Regions from separate parts of the Mus musculus genome. Here regions 1, 3, 4 and 5 are each linked to region 2. Evidence: chromatin contacts called from public Hi-C and HiChIP or PLAC-seq data. All regions are on one chromosome and are shown on one strand. The core of a region is the stretch at or near the end of the contact, and the rest is flanking DNA. Distances in the headings are between cores, read along the strand shown. Region 1 has its middle 180 kb from the start of 4930583P06Rik. Region 2 has its middle 130 kb from the start of Gm39920. Region 3 has its middle 150 kb from the start of 4930583P06Rik. Region 4 has its middle 21 kb from the start of 4930583P06Rik. Region 5 has its middle 110 kb from the start of 4930583P06Rik.

What was found. Hi-C and Micro-C count contacts between places; a contact is called where the count stands out from the background. HiChIP or PLAC-seq counts read pairs in DNA pulled down with a chosen protein or histone mark.
Region 1: a contact with region 2 is called in an H3K27ac HiChIP or PLAC-seq map of neural progenitor cells, with 7 times the contacts expected there. The contact joins two enhancer-like sites. A contact is called at or near these places in 1 of 15 datasets of contacts at CTCF or cohesin (large pre-B cells), 1 of 484 Hi-C or Micro-C datasets (myocytes) and 3 of 115 datasets of contacts at active chromatin or transcription factors (embryonic stem cells, neural progenitor cells and stem cell-derived neural progenitor cells).
Region 3: an H3K27ac HiChIP or PLAC-seq map of heart atrium shows a contact between it and region 2, with 7 times the contacts expected there. The contact joins two enhancer-like sites. A contact is called at or near these places in 1 of 15 datasets of contacts at CTCF or cohesin (pro-B cells), 1 of 484 Hi-C or Micro-C datasets (the N1E-115 cell line) and 1 of 115 datasets of contacts at active chromatin or transcription factors (heart atrium).
Region 4: a contact with region 2 is called in a Hi-C map of the N1E-115 cell line, with 3 times the contacts expected there. The contact joins two enhancer-like sites. A contact is called at or near these places in 2 of 484 Hi-C or Micro-C datasets (the N1E-115 cell line and adipose-derived mesenchymal stem cells), 1 of 115 datasets of contacts at active chromatin or transcription factors (heart atrium) and 1 of 9 other capture datasets (embryonic stem cells).
Region 5: an H3K27ac HiChIP or PLAC-seq map of heart atrium shows a contact between it and region 2, with 15 times the contacts expected there. The contact joins two enhancer-like sites. A contact is called at or near these places in 1 of 15 datasets of contacts at CTCF or cohesin (large pre-B cells), 17 of 484 Hi-C or Micro-C datasets (the C2C12 cell line, the N1E-115 cell line, adipose-derived mesenchymal stem cells and 9 more) and 1 of 115 datasets of contacts at active chromatin or transcription factors (heart atrium).

The regions. Positions count from the first base shown.
Region 1 is chr2:124,403,101-124,406,530 of GRCm38.p6, forward strand. It overlaps a transcript of Sema6d not described here. Among named protein-coding and RNA genes, the nearest start is that of 4930583P06Rik, 180 kb to the left of the region's middle. Within about 2 kb of position 1,536, at least 25 of the 459 cell types and tissues checked have an H3K27ac peak or open chromatin away from gene starts, as enhancers often do. A contact at or near this core is called in neural progenitor cells, where this site is marked.
Region 2 is chr2:124,918,811-124,922,354 of GRCm38.p6, forward strand. No RefSeq gene overlaps it. Among named protein-coding and RNA genes, the nearest start is that of Gm39920, 130 kb to the left of the region's middle. Within about 2 kb of position 1,706, at least 37 of the 459 cell types and tissues checked have an H3K27ac peak or open chromatin away from gene starts, as enhancers often do. A contact at or near this core is called in the N1E-115 cell line, heart atrium and neural progenitor cells, where this site is marked.
Region 3 is chr2:124,368,678-124,372,142 of GRCm38.p6, forward strand. It overlaps a transcript of Sema6d not described here. Among named protein-coding and RNA genes, the nearest start is that of 4930583P06Rik, 150 kb to the left of the region's middle. Within about 2 kb of position 1,509, at least 30 of the 459 cell types and tissues checked have an H3K27ac peak or open chromatin away from gene starts, as enhancers often do. A contact at or near this core is called in heart atrium, where this site is marked.
Region 4 is chr2:124,241,916-124,245,178 of GRCm38.p6, forward strand. It overlaps a transcript of Sema6d not described here. Among named protein-coding and RNA genes, the nearest start is that of 4930583P06Rik, 21 kb to the left of the region's middle. Within about 2 kb of position 1,961, at least 24 of the 459 cell types and tissues checked have an H3K27ac peak or open chromatin away from gene starts, as enhancers often do. A contact at or near this core is called in the N1E-115 cell line, where this site is marked.
Region 5 is chr2:124,329,218-124,332,602 of GRCm38.p6, forward strand. It overlaps a transcript of Sema6d not described here. Among named protein-coding and RNA genes, the nearest start is that of 4930583P06Rik, 110 kb to the left of the region's middle. Within about 2 kb of position 1,369, at least 8 of the 459 cell types and tissues checked have an H3K27ac peak or open chromatin away from gene starts, as enhancers often do. A contact at or near this core is called in heart atrium, where this site is marked.

The DNA of each region.
Region 1 (3,430 bases), core at 286-2,785, 520 kb before region 2:
GCTCTTAAGCCTATACCACAGCCAATGGCCTATGAGACAGGAGTCAACACAAATCAACATGAAAGTCAACACAAATGCGAAAGCAATGGATACCTTTAATAAAATAGTTGGCCGAGATCTTTCATAGAAAGCAATGTCCAAGTACAAAGCCAACAAAAGGTACTATGAGGTAATGTGAACATGTCCTATGTAATAACCAGTAAGTACTACAGCATCCATGTCTATATATGTAATGATGATTCATTTATTATATAGACAATGTTAATGTTCTCAGCATAAGCATACAAAAAAACCCAAAAAAAAACAAAGAAAGGTTCAGAATGTCTAATTTATTCCCAGAAAGCTTAGCAACCAAACCAAAATCATGGCAGAGATCATGCATATACATCCATTCACACATAAAAGGAAAATAAATACATACAGCAAGTTGCTAATAATCCGTGGCTGGAGGTCAAGGTTATACATATCCACAATTTTTATTAGATTTTCTTGAAGCTCTTGTGTTATTTTGAAAGTCTCATAAATAAAACCTGCCGGGAGAGAGAGAACAGAGGGAGGCGGTGGGACTGATCAGGAGGAGTTGGGGAATCATCACTGGGCAACGTCGTTCCCTGGGGACTCTGGAAACAGGATGGAAATGCCCTCGGGATTTGGATCTTTGGACACTACACCAGAGAAAAGGATTCAGAATCTCATAGCCGTGGGAATCAAAAGTGAGCAGGAAGCATGAGAAAGAATCTCCTTTTCCTTATTTTATCCCCTGGGCCAGGCAGCTCTGAGAACGTGACCCTAGACCACTGCACTACACATTCTGGGTCTCAAGGGAGCCCCACATCAGAATTTAAATATCTTCAATGCCGAGTGTTATCACTTTGCTTCAAAATCCCTAAGCATCTCAATCTTCTCTCCAGAGGGGGTACCATCAGGTTTGTTTTCTCTTTCCCTAGATCCACCAAATCTCTTGCCTTCTTGTGAGATGTTTGGAATCCTTCTGTGTCTATAGTGGCATCAGAGAGACCTTGCTAAATTTAGCCCAGTTGCTAATTAGGAACAGAGGACATGTAAAGCTCGAGGCTTAAAGACAAGCCTTGGCGGTATTCCAAGACGTGGAATCAAGTCGTCATTTCGACTAGAAGAAAATGCAAGGATGGAGTATTACCTTGGTGACTGTCTTACTCATGTTGGAATGATCATTCCCAGGTCTCCTAAAATGTGTGAGTGTGAGCACGGTGTTAACTATCCTGCTTCCCTTCCAGCAGCCCCTGCTGTCTCCCTTGTGAAATGAAAAGGCAGTAAGGGTGAGCCAGGGAGGGGCAGGGTTGAGAAACTGTATGTTGACTCTACACAGGAAGCTGTTATTGTACGGAGGACTGCGTGTAATGAATGACAGGCTACCCCAATTGAGAAGAGGCACAGACTCCCCTGGAGTCCCATTGCCCCAGTTGCCATATTTGCATCGCTGTAGATCCAGTCAGTGGCTGCAACCACAATAGCTACACTTATCCTCTAATCCAACAGAAAGTAGGTCTTTCAAGTCAGACTTCGGCATCTACACAGCTGTGTCCAATGCTACAGAGCTGCTAGTATTTAAACCAAGAAGGGTGCAGTGCCTGAGACATTTGTCACTCCAAGGTCACAATCCTTTAACCAAAATAACTTGAAAAGGGTATTGTTCTCTCTTGGAGCCATGTGCACTATCCTGGGGCACTAGCAGGGCTCAGGAAACTGCTATGCTCTGCCATTTCTTCCTTCTTTTTGTGGATATCACCGTATTTGTTGTGCTGATGAAGAGCTTGTTAGGGAAATAAAACAGGGTAGGTTTGAAAAGAAAAGCTCAGGAATTAGAAGGACTAGTCAAGATAGGAGCTGCTGCAGTTACTGGCTGTCTAAGAAGTCCTTCAAGGCCACAGCCCAGCTGTGCCCCTACCTGGGACCCTCCACATACTCCCCTACCCAAGACTAGCTGCTGTAGCCCTGCCCTCCTGCCTGGGTTGCTTGCTAAGAGATGCAGCAGAGAGGAAAGGACTTGGTACATTGGAGCCAGGCTTGCCACTCCAGTCCTGCTTGCGGGCCTGCCTGTGGAGGCGTATTTATCACAAAATAAGAAAACAGTGATAGCCTAGAACTGGCTGTTTGTTCAACTCCAACTTGAATGATAACAAAGATTAAATCTTCATTTCCAATTCTTTCATGCCAAGGCGGTTATATTTAAGGGCCAAATATGTGCACCATATGTCATACTGTAGCTTGACAATTACCTCAATAGGCAGTGTCAGACAGATGGTGAACATTACTACCAGGCACACATACATTCAGAATTAAACATTTAAATAAATTCAGGCCTGTCTCAGGCTTATTAAAGGGATTTTTGTCTATAAAGCCATTTGGGGCATCTGCATATGCTAAAGTGTTTTTTGTATCTTGAGTAGATTTGGGTGGACTCTAGTTCCTTCCGGCTGCAGATGGCAAGCACTTTTGCCTGCTCTTGAAGACCTGTACCTACAATTAGGCTACGGGTGGCACTGAAGCCACCTGTAGAGATTTCAGTGTCAATGGTTAATATCACAACCATGCATTCCAGACGATGAAATGATAGGAAGTTGTCTGTAGGGATCAAGAGACACCTTTCTTTTTCTTTTTCTTCTTTTTTAATTAGATGTTTTCTTCATTTACATTTCAAGTGTTATCCCCTTTCCTAGCATCCTTTCCGAAAATCCCCTATAACTTCCCCCTCCCCCTGCTCCCCAACCCATGAACTCCCACTTCCTGTCCCTGGCATTCCCCTATACTGGGGTATAGAATCTTCAAAAGACCAAAGGCCTCTCTTCCCAATGATGGCCAACTAGGCCATCTTCTGCTACATATGCAGCTAGAGACACAAGCTCTCAGGGTACTGTTTAGTTTACATAGCTGTTCCTCCTATAGGGCTTCAGTTCCTTGGGTACTTTCTCTAGCTCCTCCATTGGGGGTCCTGTGTTCCATCCAATAGATGACTGTGAGCATCCATTTCTGTATTTGCCAGGCACTGCATAGCCTCACAGGAGACAGTATATCAGGGTCCTGTCAGCAAATCTTGTTGGCATATGCAATAGTGCCTGGGTTTGGTGACTGTTTCTGGGATGAATCCCAGGGTGGGGAAGTCTCTGAATGGTCCTTCCTTTTGTCTCAGCTCTGAACTTTGTCTCTGTCGCTCCTTCCATGGGTATTTTGTTCCCTATGTAAGGAGGAATGAAGTATTCACACTTTCGTCTTCCTTCTTCTTGAGTTTTATGTGTCTTGAAAATTGTATCTTGGGTATTTTAAGTTTCTGGGCTAATATCCACTTATCAGTGAGTGCATATCATGTGTGTTCTTTTGTGACTGGGTTACCTCACTCAGGATGATATCCTCCAGATCCATCCATTTGCCTAAGAATTTCATAAATTCATTG
Region 2 (3,544 bases), core at 456-2,955:
ACTTGAATATTTTTTAAAATGTTTAAAATACAAGCAAGAATATAGGTAAATGTTTAGTTGATTCCATAACAGAAAACTCCATAGCAATGGAGAATAATTCGGAGGAAAAGAGAGATTTATTTATGTAGTAAGTGGCAAGGTTCATGGTGCTAGGGATTGAGAGTACACACTGCCCTTCGGCTTGACTTAATTTCTCCTCTCAACATCTTAGTTTTTCTTTGTTCCTTTATTTCTTTTCATCACGCCCTTCTGCCCTTCCACCACCCAGAAAATAGAGTGCCATTTGTGAGGATTTAGCTTTCCAGGAACAGCCTCTGGGGCTCAGAGGAAGGCCTAGACAGAAGAAAAACAAGACAAGCCTATGCCAGCAGGGTAGGGGCAGAAGGCCAGCGAACTCGGCCTCCTTAGGGCAAACATGGCGGCTGTTGATCTCACAGCTGCCAGCAGGGAAGAACATAGGTAAGAAAGCTGAATTCTGCCCAGTCAGTTTCCTGGGTTGTAGTTAGGACTTCTTAAAGCTCAAGTATGCCAGATCTTAACAATCAAGGGAGCTATTTAAAGCACAGCCTTCCTTAGTGATGTAACTACATTTGCAGTTCTTAAATAGGTGTGGGGTAGGAGAAAAGAAGAGTGCTCTGAAATCAGTCTGACCCCATGGGGCAAGGTCTTAAGCTTTTGGCTGGAAGAAGCTAGTGAGATAGGATACAGAGGCTCAGCTACCTCCCAGGGGTGGAAACCCTGCCTTATCTTACCTGCAGGAGTGATGGGGACTTATTTTCTCAGGGAACAGGAAACAGAGAACCAGGCTGATTAGGGCTGCTCTCCAGTCTAGCATAAGAAGGTAGCCAAAGAGGGGAAGATAACGCCAGACAACCTTGTCCTGAACAAGCCCAAGGACCCTGAGGATAGGGTGGGTGGGGTCAGGGGGTAATCAGTGACTTCGTTATACACGATTCCTCATGCCCTCCCTAAGATGAACTTCATTTCTCAGCTTCAGTCTATGTGCTCCCTCAGAAGGTACTATTCTTCTCACTTGGAGGAAAAGGGAGATGCAATGAGGCCGGATGAAGAGTCCTGAGCAGCATTCTCCCCCTCCATCCTGTCTCATTCAGCAGCTCAGAGCATGCACTGTAACTGAGGGCACAGTTACCATGGCACCAGGATGACCCAGGAAAACAGGCAGGCTCCAGACAGTGGTCAGCTCTGGAATGTGTTTAGAAGGAACTCTGTTAGCCTCATCCAGATTTCTAAAATTATCTTTGTCCTCAGAGATAACAGAAGAAGACCCAATTAACATTTGAACTGAATTGACCCTTGGAATTTCTGAAATTAGTTTATCATCAATGTTTCAATAAACATTTTCTTATCTAAGACTCTAGTATCAAAAACATAAATGATCCAAAACTTCTGCACAGGGAGCCAAGATATCAAGGTTTAAAGAGCAGGATGTAAGCTCTGAGTGGCAAGAGAAAATAGTGGATGAAAACCAGAGACAGAAAGGGCAGCAAAGAATTAACTGCCCTTGGGTATTTAAACAAGGCTTGCACTGGGGAAAGCTTGAAGGCTTAGGAAGAGGCAGAAATGGAGCAGGGCTCAAGATAAGCTGGATCCAGCTGATTCCTGGGAAGAATGGAAGAAGCAGAGGAGGGCAGAGCAGAGGAAACCAGCTGGCAATGTAAGACTAGGGCAGGGAAGGCTCCCGGCCAAGAATCCAGCAGCTCTTTCCAGGCAACAAGGAACATATTCTCCAGCTGAAGTCAGAGATAAAGTCCAGCCTTCCCGGGAGGAGTTGTTAACAGTAACTCCAACTTAAGGAGACAAGGAAGGGGCATTTTAGAGAGTGGGATGGGCATGAGCAAGGAATTTGTCACAAGGTCATTGTGACCCTGAGTAGAAGAGCAGTGTCTCGGTCACCAAGAGAGGGGACATTTAATGAAGCAATGGACTATAAGGATGACCTTATCCAAGTGTGGTCCTTTGCTGCAGACACCTCATGGAATGAGAAGCCAGTATCAGGGTCATTCCAGTGCAAGCTAATTGGCACGTAGGAAGGAATTGTTCTCACTATGTCAGCAGCCTAACTGATGCTTAATGGAAGCTAAACACCGGCTTTACTATTATTACAAACATAAAGCATACGGTTTGCCTACAGGGAAAAATAGAAAATACCCTGACTTCACAGGTAAGCAGGCATGTGCACACAGGAACACAAGAGTTAACAGAGCTTTACCATGTTTGTACACATGTGAAACGGACTCCAAGTGGCAAATAAGCATCATTCGTCTTGGCTAAATAGCTTCATACACTGTTTCAGAAGCACTGTCAAGCATCCTGACTTGGAATGCTTCACAGGTAAGCACCCATATCCCAACATGTGGCTGGCATAGGTGGTGCTGGGATTCGTCTCCTTAGCCACAATGAATGCAATCTCTAGCATCATCTTGATTGAGTTCAGGCAGCACAAGTGATTCCTTCCCCTAATTTATGGCCAAGACTCTTTTCCTGTGCTTTGGCCAACACTGATCTTTCCAGCTTTTCATATGTTCGGGAACATAGCGGTATCTAGCTTTTCCTAGTCTCTGCTTTTGGTTGCCCCACCTAGAGTTTGAGACATAAACACCAATCTGGGTTAAACAGCAGAATCACCGGCTCTGTCCCAGACTTCTCCAATCAGCACCTGTAAGTAGCACAGAGTTGGGTTGTTATCAATCAAGTCATCAATCAGTCTTGGTGGCAAGCCCCTTTACCTGCTCATCTACACGTCCTTTTGTAATTATATGGAACCATAGCAACCACAGAGTAAATAGGACATACTTTATTGACTTTAGTTAGAAAGTCCTTTTGACCAATCATGCTTAGGTGTTGTATGAATCAAACAACCATAGAGAGACAAGAAAATCCCTTTGTAACATTGTTTTACAAATGAGGTGACAAGGGACTGGAAGCCTTCCTAATATCTAAGGTCAAACCAGTGAAGTTTAGACACAACTGACGATGATCAAATGAACATGGTGACATCCTTAAAGACAGATGGTGACTCCCGATTATTTTGGAAAAGAAACTAGAAAACGTGCTCATGCTTAGGAAAGAGGCTCCGCTGCCTCATCCAGCCGTATTATTTTAAGATGTTGACTGTCTTTCATGCTGCTCACTCCAGGCAGTACCCTGGGTTGATCACTCCTGGTGCTGACCTCCAGATGCTGGCAGCGACAGAACCAGAGCAGTATCTTAAATTATCCTTCGGTCAAGTATGAATGAGAGAAACGTGTAATTTTAGTCAGCGTTTGTAACTGTTTTGTCCCAAAATAACTATGCCTAAAAGCATCCTTTACTCAGGCTATATTTTAAAATAGAAAAGGTGAATCCAAATTTTTCTCAGTTATTTTTTATTTTTCAGATTTATACAAGCCATTTTCAAAGCAGGAATGCCTAGCCTAGTTCATTTCTTCTCACTTAAAATAACATCAGAGAAATGCTGGAGTATTAATTTAATAAAAATACAATAAATTTACCCAAGCACTGATATTTAGAAAACATAGACATA
Region 3 (3,465 bases), core at 259-2,758, 550 kb before region 2:
TGTAGGAGTGGGTGGATAGGGGAGGGGGGGGAGGTCATGGGGGACTTTTGGGATAGCATTGGAAATGTAAATAAGGAAATACCTAATAAAAATATTAAAAAAAACAAAAAAATTTTAAAAAATGTTTTCAGGGGAGCAGGGCGGGGGGAGGATATAGGGGACTTTTGGGATAATATTTGAAATATTAATGAAGAAAATATCTAATAAAAAGTATTAAAAAAAGAATCTGTGTGACACCAATCTTGTCTGTGTCTTGATTTCTTACTAGTTTCACATTTTTCACACCCCACTCCAAAAACCAATAGCACTTATGTAAGAAAGTTTTTTTTTAATTTAATTTTTTTTTTTAGCAATAAATGGGACATCTTGGGGAAGTGAGCTAGGTGGAGAATTGGGTGCTAAAATTGTCAAAAGGTGACAAAAGTTGAAGAAATTACTGAAGTGAAGTTCTACAGGCTATGGTAGGGTAAAGCCCTGACATGTTTACAGCTTCACAGTGCTTTCTTCCCAAAAAATAGTTTTCCTGGAGAAAGAGTTTCCAAGTGCATCTTTGCTTTCTCTGGCAAATCCCTGTCATTTGAAGGTGAGTGTGGATGAAAGTAGAGAATCCTCTGTTCCTCAGAGTGATGGAAGCTCACAGAAAGAGACAGACCAGGGTCATCCTAAGAGAAAATCAAATACTTTACCCTCAAGGGTGATGGCAGAGTGGAAGAAGAGGTAGCCAGTCATTGGTGGAAAAGAATAGTGGCCTTGTCTGCCCAGAGCTTGCAGACCTGTTCTCACTGGGTCTTTCTTCTCAGCTGCTTAGATAGGGATTTGGTTCCAGTCCAAAACAGGGCTGGATAAAGCAGGCATTTCCCAGGGGACCTCTGGTAATACCAGGCCCAATGAAGTCAGCATAACTTGATTCTGTAACTTGGCCAAGGAGGACCCTGGGCCAAGAATCACCACGGCCAACCCAGGTATGGAAAGCTTTGCATCACTGATGTCTATAAGCATCCTGAAGAAAAGACCATCTCTAACTGCTTTCTCATAGCTCCCTAGGACATCTATATGTAAAGCAGAGATTTGTACCAACTAGGCTTCTTTGTCAAATATCAGCTTGAATATTTCATGCATTAGAGAATTGGGGTTAATGCGCAAAAAAATGATTCTTATGAAATAAAACTATTGAAATATGCCTCTGAATGCATTTCAGAACCATGTCTCCCAGGCTTCCTGGAGTCGCCTGGAAGGAAAAGGTTTGCTCTGATCATATGCAAATTATGGAAGGAAAAATATGCCTACACTGTTAAAAACTTATCATAGTTTTTCTTTCCTTTGACCCAGAAACTCCTTCTCTTTTAGTCTCTTAAACATCTATTAGTACCCAGTTTATGAAAGTGGCTTTGCTGTCTTCCAATTCTGCTGTGTCTCTGGGGAAAACTTTCTGGCAAGCCCATGGGGTCTGAGAAGCATGCTTCTCCCAGCTGGTCCAGAAAGCCGGAAACCTGGAAGGCCAGCCCCAGACTGTCTGGCAAAGCTGTAAGGGAAGGAGAAGCTTAACTCCTGACTGGCTGGACCCAGGAAGCTGGGGTATTCCTTTCTCTTTGCTCATGAAGCAGAATAAAAGGTCAGAGATTCTGGCTTAGCTCCTGTCAGCTTGTCATTTTGCTGATGTTCTCCTAGAGTGCGCTGTATGCAGAACAGGCTGGGGGCTTCTTGGGACAAGCTCAAGGTGAGTCAGAGACAGACAGAACTTCCTGGTTACCACTGCACTTACAATCCCTTAGCCAGAACCTCTCCTCTTTAAATTCAGAGAAGTCATTAAATGACCTATTAATTAAAGAGTGCTGTGGAAAACAAATTGCAAAACATGTTCATTTCTAAACAATGCAAACTTTTTTGCACAAGAACCAGATGCCACTGATTCTTAAACTTTGCCCATGCATACATTTGTACATACATACATACATATATACACATACATACATACATACATACATACATACAAAAAAAGTTACATGACTACAAAAGTCACCTTAAAATCTGAATCTTCAGTAGGTGAGATCCCTTGATGTACAAGCCTGAAGACCTCAGCTTGAGCCTCCAGCACCCATGAAACAAGTTGAGCACAACTGTACAGACTGTAACCTCAGTTTTGGGGGCGGGGGATAGAGGTGAGCAGATCCTGAGAGCTTGCAAGTCAACCAGCCTAGCCCCAGATGACTAGCTTCTGCTTCAGGGAGAGACCCTATCTCAAGGCAAAGGGCAGGAGCAATAGAAAAAGTTACCTCATATCCTCTTGTAGCATCCATTTGAGCATGCATGCACAACATGCACACACACAAAAACAAATGAATTCCTCTTAGGAATATGCAGCTTCTCTGTAGTAGGTCCCAGCTTTATTAAAGCATTTAATACATGTGCCTACTGCTACATGCAAAGAAATAAAAAAACCTTAATCATTTTTGTTTGTTTTCTTAAGACTTAATAAAATTCAGAGGCCAAGAAAATAGAACCCACAAAAAAATGGTCCATCTGCCTTTCTGATGCAAGACCCCTTTGTAATTATGCAGGGTACAATGATGAATTATGGGAAATGATCTTTGAAAGAAAGGGACCCATGGGTCCTTTCCTGGGGAAGTGTGGTCTTCTGCCATGTGTCTAGTAGACATATATATGTTCTGGGTGACACAGCTCCAGGATAGGGGAATCCCCATCACTGTGGATCTGTGTGAAGCAGAATCTTTTTGTTGGATAGGAATCACAATCAAGAAACCCAACAACTAACCACAGGCATGTTCTGGAGAACATCATTCTCACTTTTCTGGTGAGGAAGTATAAATCCCAGAGCAGCTAAACCTGTCACAGAACATCCTAAGGACTGTTCAAATGCTAGCACTCTGGCCTGAGAGTCCTGATAGCGTTATCTGACGTGTATGCTTGTCTGTCCTGTATCCCTTGATCACTTCCTTTACTGGCTGCTTGTATGTTTATGTAGGCAACCTCAACACCAGCCAGTCTCCAGAACTCAAGCCTTATTCCTGAATTAAGCAAGTATTCATGATTTAAATCACTGTAAGAAAGCCTGTGAGTCCTGGTAAGGAGGAATGCAGGGCAGATAGAGTTCAGTAGGAGTGGAGGCTGGAAGACAGGAAGTTGAAAGCGTCCCAGGTCATGCTAAGTTGGGTAATACTTTTAAATCAGTTTCTGTCAATGAATTCAAAAAAGTATTTCTACCATCAGAGTTTGGAGTTACATATTAGGTTACTTCTGCTTCAGTTTCCTCCCTTCTAAACATGATACTGATACTTCTAACTCATTATATCTTCAACATAGCATGTGGCCCCATTCTTTCATTCATTGCTTATTTATGAAGTAGCCTTGGCAGATCTAAGACAGAAGCCCTTTTAAGAATACTTTCCTCCCCTCTAGTTGTTCATAGCAATGCAGGTAGAGGGTTTCAACAGAATGCATCCCCCT
Region 4 (3,263 bases), core at 711-3,210, 680 kb before region 2:
CATACAAATTGAATTTATCTTTATGAACCATGAAGAATATTAGGTCAATCTGTCTCAGCCTCATAGGTAAATATTAGTAATAATCATATAATCATTGGACTATTATTATCTTGAGGCTTTTTATTAAATCTCAGAATCTGTTTCATACAATATAAGTTATTTAGTTTGCTTGTTTGTTTGTTTGTGTGGTTGGTTGATTTTTCAAGGCATGTTTGTCTATGTAGTCTTGGCTGTCATGAAACTTACTCTATAAATCAGACTGGCCTTGAACTCAGAGATCTGATTGTCTGCCTCCCAAAGGCTGTGGTTAAAGCACATAACACTACCCAGAACAATGTGGCATTTTTGTCTCCCCAAACCTGTGTTTCATCTGTTGTAAATGCTTCCTTAGCTAATTTTGAACAAATAGTGTACATGGAAGAACTCGCCTTCCAGTTATATAAATCCAAAACAAACAAACAAACAAGCAAACGACAAAACCCCCAAACATAAAAAAAAATAATAATTGTCTCATTACACAAAAATTTTAGGCATGGAACAGAGAGTTGTCAAAGCATGACTCATGTGTATGTATATTCTACTGATGAATACTGATGACTGACCCACAACAGATATCTACAGAAGCCTGAGGGAAACATTCCTATTTTGGCTACCCTGCCACAAAGACTGCTAAATGCCATGAAAATAAATAAATAAAAAATCCCTTTATAATGGCTCTGAATGTACTCATTGTTGATAGTAATAACATGTATCTAGTGCCCTGGTAGCAGAATAACCTAAGGAAGTAAAACAGCAGCTGAGAAATGAAGGTTGTAATCAGCAGACATGGAGAAGAGAAGAAATTTTGTCAAGGTGATATGGACAAAAAGAGGGTACCTTCCTTGGAACTTGAAAAGGGAAGAAAACCAAGAGTTAGGGTGAGGGATGGAGGGAAACCAAGTGAGAGTGAGGTCTAAATCTTCTCCCTTCTATTGGAGGGTCCTCTTAGGAACAATGGCTAGGCTGTAGGTTGAATCCTTCAACCTATAAACTTACCCCATGTCTTCCTCCATCCTGAGTCTCCATGTCTTCCTCCATCCTGAGTCTCAGAGTTTCTTACCTAGATGAGCCACCATGAGGGTTAAAGCTTGCTTTCAACTGCTTAGAACTTTGACACTCAGCCACTATACTGAGACCTTGGATCGTTTGCACAAAGAAGAAAGAACAAACAAGGTCTCTATTTTTTTTTTTTTTTTTGAGTTAAACCCCTTAGTCACCTTGCCATCAGAACCCTCCAGGTGCCTACATGTGAGCATATTTTCTGAACCCGGCACTTGAAGTTGAGTGAGCAAAGTCAACCCGTGTCATCTGATCATAGCCCAGACTGGCTTCTGCTTTCTTCTCTGCCATAGAGAAGTTCGCCTCTTTTCACCTTTGCACTCACAGCTTGTACTCTGTGCCATTCTTCTGATTTTTAAGCTGTGGTTCATTGGTCTTGCCCCCTGAGATGAAAAGCAGATGGACCACAGTAAGTGTCTAACATTTAAAAACCTCAAGTCTCTAAGTGGTTCAAATGCTCTGAAAGCCCAAACTGGCTGGACCCCTAAAATGCTTCAAAGCAGAATCTGGGAAGAGAGAGGCATGAATGTGAAAGAAAGTTCAGGAAACTGGGTAGAAGAATCTGTGCAGACCTGCTCTTGGGTAGAAGGCTCTCAAGTGCACACTGGTTGGCTGTAGAGCCTTGAGCTTACCTCCTGGACCTGCCCCTCTCCCTTCCTTCAATTTCTTCCTTCCTCTCCATCTTTCTGCTCCCTTCCAAAGTCTGTTAGCTTCTATTGCATCAGCTCCTCTCCTCTTATCTCCAAGGATAGCCACTTGATTTATTTCTTCTTTTCAGTGTGCCTGCTAAACTGTGATGTTGGTGGATATCTTGTACGTTTCAGTCATTTTATCTTGTGTGTGAGCCAAGAGGATGATGTCATACCAGGCCATGGGAGACTGAAAGAGGAGTCAAATTCAGTTTCCCCACATTTCAGAAAAGAACTGGTCTATTGACCTAGTTACAGACCTAATTCTTAGAAGACAAAGAGAAGGATGTGGATTTACTTGCATAAGTCTGCTGAAAATTAAATGACCATGGACGCATGGCAAATATAATTTTATTCTACTAATAAGTTGTGTGGATGAGAATTTATAATGCATTGGAAATAATTTAAAAGACAATAGTCATTATATATTTATGCCCTATTGCATTAATAGGTGTGAAATGGGGAAAAGGAATGCTGCTTTGCTGTCAGTGGTGTGTGTGTGTGAGCCCAAGCTCATTCTATATTGAGTCTGAATCATTTAGATTACCTGTTCTAGCCATGCAGTTCTCCATGGTTTACACGAACAATTACAGACACAGGCTGTATAAAGAAGACATCTTCTTTAAAATGGGATTGAATGTTTTCAAACAGAAGACACCATTAACAAGCATATGTAAAATGGGCCAGTATTTTAGAAGTACCTGAACAGTTTTGTTGTTTTGTGTTGTTTTCAGAGACACAGGCTTAGTAGACAATGGAACACATGGATATTACATTCCAAGATTTGCATACTCTGCTCAGTTCCCTCATTCAGATCTCTTCTGCTCTTCCTTTGATGTTACCTACCAAGTAACTTCTCCTAACTTCCTTTTATTATCCCAACTGACCTGCATTTGAATATAGCTAATTCAGCTGACTACCTCATGCCAGTCTACTGAGCACAGCCAGAAGTCCACATCAGCACCCCCACTGCCCCCTGACCCACACACTCAGTCTGCCTTCTCCTTTTACAAACCAAATGCCAAACTGGTTTCACAATGGAGATGTTGCACAGAAAAGTTGGCTCCATCACAATGTCCACCCAGTGGTTATATGAATGGTTGTTTATAACTTGTGTTCAGCTTTCTGGCCAAGCACTGGTGTCGCCTAAAATTGCTACTGTGAGAAAACCAAAATGCTACTTCGTAAGCCCAAATTGTTCATCTGAGTTTTGGAAAACTGCTCTTCTTTCTGCAGAGCTTGCTAAAGAAAGATAAACAACTCTCCACAGACAATGGAATCGGGGGAGAGTGGCTCTCTATTAGGTTACTTGTTGCTGTGGAGATGGGCAGAAATGTGTACTTAAAAGGTGCCTGCCTTGCTGTGAGGTAAAATATGTTAAATAACAGCAGTCCCCACAAATTCCTCTGTTGACCCCTTGTGGATATGTGACTCAGAAATTAAACAGCTTCTGGTTTCTCCCATGATGGAATCAGG
Region 5 (3,385 bases), core at 119-2,618, 590 kb before region 2:
TGGTAGTGATATGGTCTGTACAATATCCTCTTGGTCATTGTGTGTCTGCATCACTGGCTTTTCTAGGTGGGTTTTTTTCACCCCTTTTGAAAAAACAGAGCTGAGTAGATCGCATCCATACTGTGATGATGTTCTACAGACCCCATTCTTTATATTTAATTTATTTCCTATCAGGTTAGAGGCCAAGTTAATCACACAGTAAAGATCAGGGGTAGGTTTAAGTCTAGATTAATTTAAACCAGCCAGTCTCTCCCCAGAATACTCCTAAAATTCTTGCCAGAGATGCACAATTGCCAGGAGAAACTCAAATACAAAGGAGATAGTTATTTCATCTGAGAAAGGATTCAGTCAGTAATAAAACAAGGGGGGAAAGTACAAGACATCCAAGATAGAGCCTCCAGTGACAGGAAACTCCATCTCCAGCATGTTGGAGCAAGTCTTTATGATCCATCTGGGGAGGTGCAAAAAGGCAAGTGGCTCACACAGGGGGGCTGAACTTGGAAGAACAAAGGGATATAGAAAGCAAGAAGGCAGAGAACACATTGGGAGAGTTGTATGTCTGTTAGAGATTGGAGGAAGACAGTGGCTTTAGAAACAGGGGAAGGAATGTATGGAAGACATACAGAAGAGGAATGTAATGACTTGGCAGAATAAAGAAACAAGTTAATACAGCTTTCCCAGGAGTCAGGACAAAGAGTCCACAGAGTGTTGTTATCAGCAGTAAAGCCAAACAAAAGGACAGGGAAGTGGATGCTCGTAGCAAGTCAGACATCAGGAGTTTGTAATGATCTTGGTGCTGGCTGTATTTCACTTACTATTGGCAAGAAATCAGTGTGACAACAGGCCAGAGTCAGTTAGAAATATTGACCTGAGGATTGTGCTGGAATGTATATATGCAAGTATGTACTGAGTGGGGTCTTGAGAGTTGGCTTGAAAGAAATAGCTCTAAGGAAAATACCACACAACTTTGGAAGAGAATGATCTCTCATGCCTGAGAAATGGCCACTTTGTAAGAGTTAACTTCAACTGACATCAACCTAAAAAGTAGGGTATAATAGTTCTGAAGACAAAAGCCCTGGGAGATGGTGTTAAATGATGTTTGATCAATACTGTGTGTAGGTAGGTCTTCTGGATGGTCAGCCCAGGAGGCAACAGAATGATTTAGAATATTTGGATTCAGATGTTTTAGCTCCTGATAAGAAGGCAGGAAAATAAAATTAGAATTGTCAACACTGTTCAAGGAACCTGCTGGGGTGCTCCACAGCTAGCAGCCATGGTTCTAATTCCTTCCTGACCTTTAGGAGTCCAAGCACTATAACTGAACTGACCTGTTTGTCATTGCCTCATGTGTGATTTGCTCTTTCTCTTTGCCTTTGAAATGCCACCACCCCTCTGACACTCTGCCTGACACCTTTTCATAGCTGCCCTGGGAGATTAATCTTAAATATTGTCCTGTCAGACACCTACTTTGCATAATATTATTTTTATCCCTTTACCAGCCTCAGTTCTTTTATGTGTATGAATCCTGTCACCTCTGTAGATCACAAGTCCTTCCAGAAAGATATGTCTAGGTCCTAAGAAGTTATTTATAATCCATACACATAATAGTTTCCATCTTATGATTGGCATTAAATAAAAGAAGCATCAGGAAAAGCTAGAGATAGAAGAGCAAATCATGTTGAAAAGAAACTACAGTGAGCACAAAATCAGAATCAAGAAGTGTACGGTTTATGCTGGAAGCATGAAAACAAACAAGGCGCACTAGGAAGTGACCAGATGAAATGTTCTTGTCACAGCATGCACCATGAACGATATGTTAACTCCTATAGAGGAATGTAGACACAATGTCATTTATATAATAGCTTGATATACCATTTGTCTTTTAAATGTTTATAGGCAGAAGTTTCAAAGCACACAGCTGTCTTTTCAACCATAGATAGTGCATGATTTTTGGCAACAGCAGATCCCAGCTGACTCAGAAAAACTGGCCTTAGAAGATTCTATATACCTAAGTGTTTTATGGAATCAGAGCCAGTAGGTTTTATTTTTTAATGAGGTTTATTTGAATATGTTCCAAACCACAATATATTTGAATATCTGTTCACAGGAAACATTTCAATCCAAAAAGTGAAATGGAGAAAGCACTTGTAGTCTACCCAGTGCTGATTCCCATATGGTTGGGATGGATGGAGGATGCGTGGGACTTCTATCTCCACACTGCGAGGTCTCTTGGGACACAACATTCCTAAATGTACTATGATATTATTATAACTCTGATGATTATCTATGTTTTAAACTCACAAATTATGAGTGTTTTCCCCATACAAGCACAATTTCTCACATTATAAAAGCAACTAAAAGCCACCCTAACTTGACTCAGTATATTTTAAAGTAGATATCACAGGAGTTTCTAGTGAGTGTTATACCATGTCATTATACACTGACAACATCTCCCTTAAGAAATCTCTCTTGAAATCTATCATTCAGGTGATGCACAATAACTTCTCTAAGTAACTGTTTCCAAGGCTGTGACCTACATGGTGATCTTGGAGACATTTTAAGCCTAATATTTCTTCTTTACCAGTCTGCTGTGTAGCTTTTTCTGGGAAAATGTTGCAGAACATCTACTTGTCTCAGAGAGGACACTAATGGCAGACCCAAAGCTAGCTTAATGAAGCAGTGAGTTTGCACAGTTTATTTATAAAAGTGTGGTAAAGAATTACTTACAAGAACATGAGCGACTCAGAACTCTTGACCCCAGCCCAAGTCATGCCATCCAAAGACCGCATTCCCAAAATGCTGCACCAGATTGAGACAACTGGGCTAGGAGGAGGGTATCACCATCTGGATAGGCTTGGGGGTCGGGACCTAATAAATCTTGTATATTTCAGGAACTTCCTGAACCTTGTAAATGTTATTTTTCTAAGTCTCTGCCTTCTTTTGAGGAAGAGATGCTTCAAATTCAAAGGAAATATCTACACAATAAGGTCCCTGCTTATAAGAGAGCCTAGACTAAGATGTCACATTGGAAGGATAGCTTACCATGAGTGGCATAGACATGGACGGCCTCTTTTGTCTGCAGGTAGAAAAGGCTTTATCCCTATTTCTTCTGCTTGGAAGAAAGGAGTGGCTGGAGACCCTGGCTCCTGACACCTGCTTTCTGTCAACAACTGGTCATATGACCTGTATCATTCAATCTCCATGTGTCTTTCTTTTTACTTAGATTCAAGTATGGATTGAGGATGATCACATGTGTCATCAATCATGGCAAATGAGGTTGGTGCCAGCCCTCCATCGCTGTAACTTTAAAAAGCAACAGCTGTGGAAATGCTTCTTCCAGCTTATACAGGCATTGTTTGGGCCAGAAGCCACCTTCCTAGCTAGA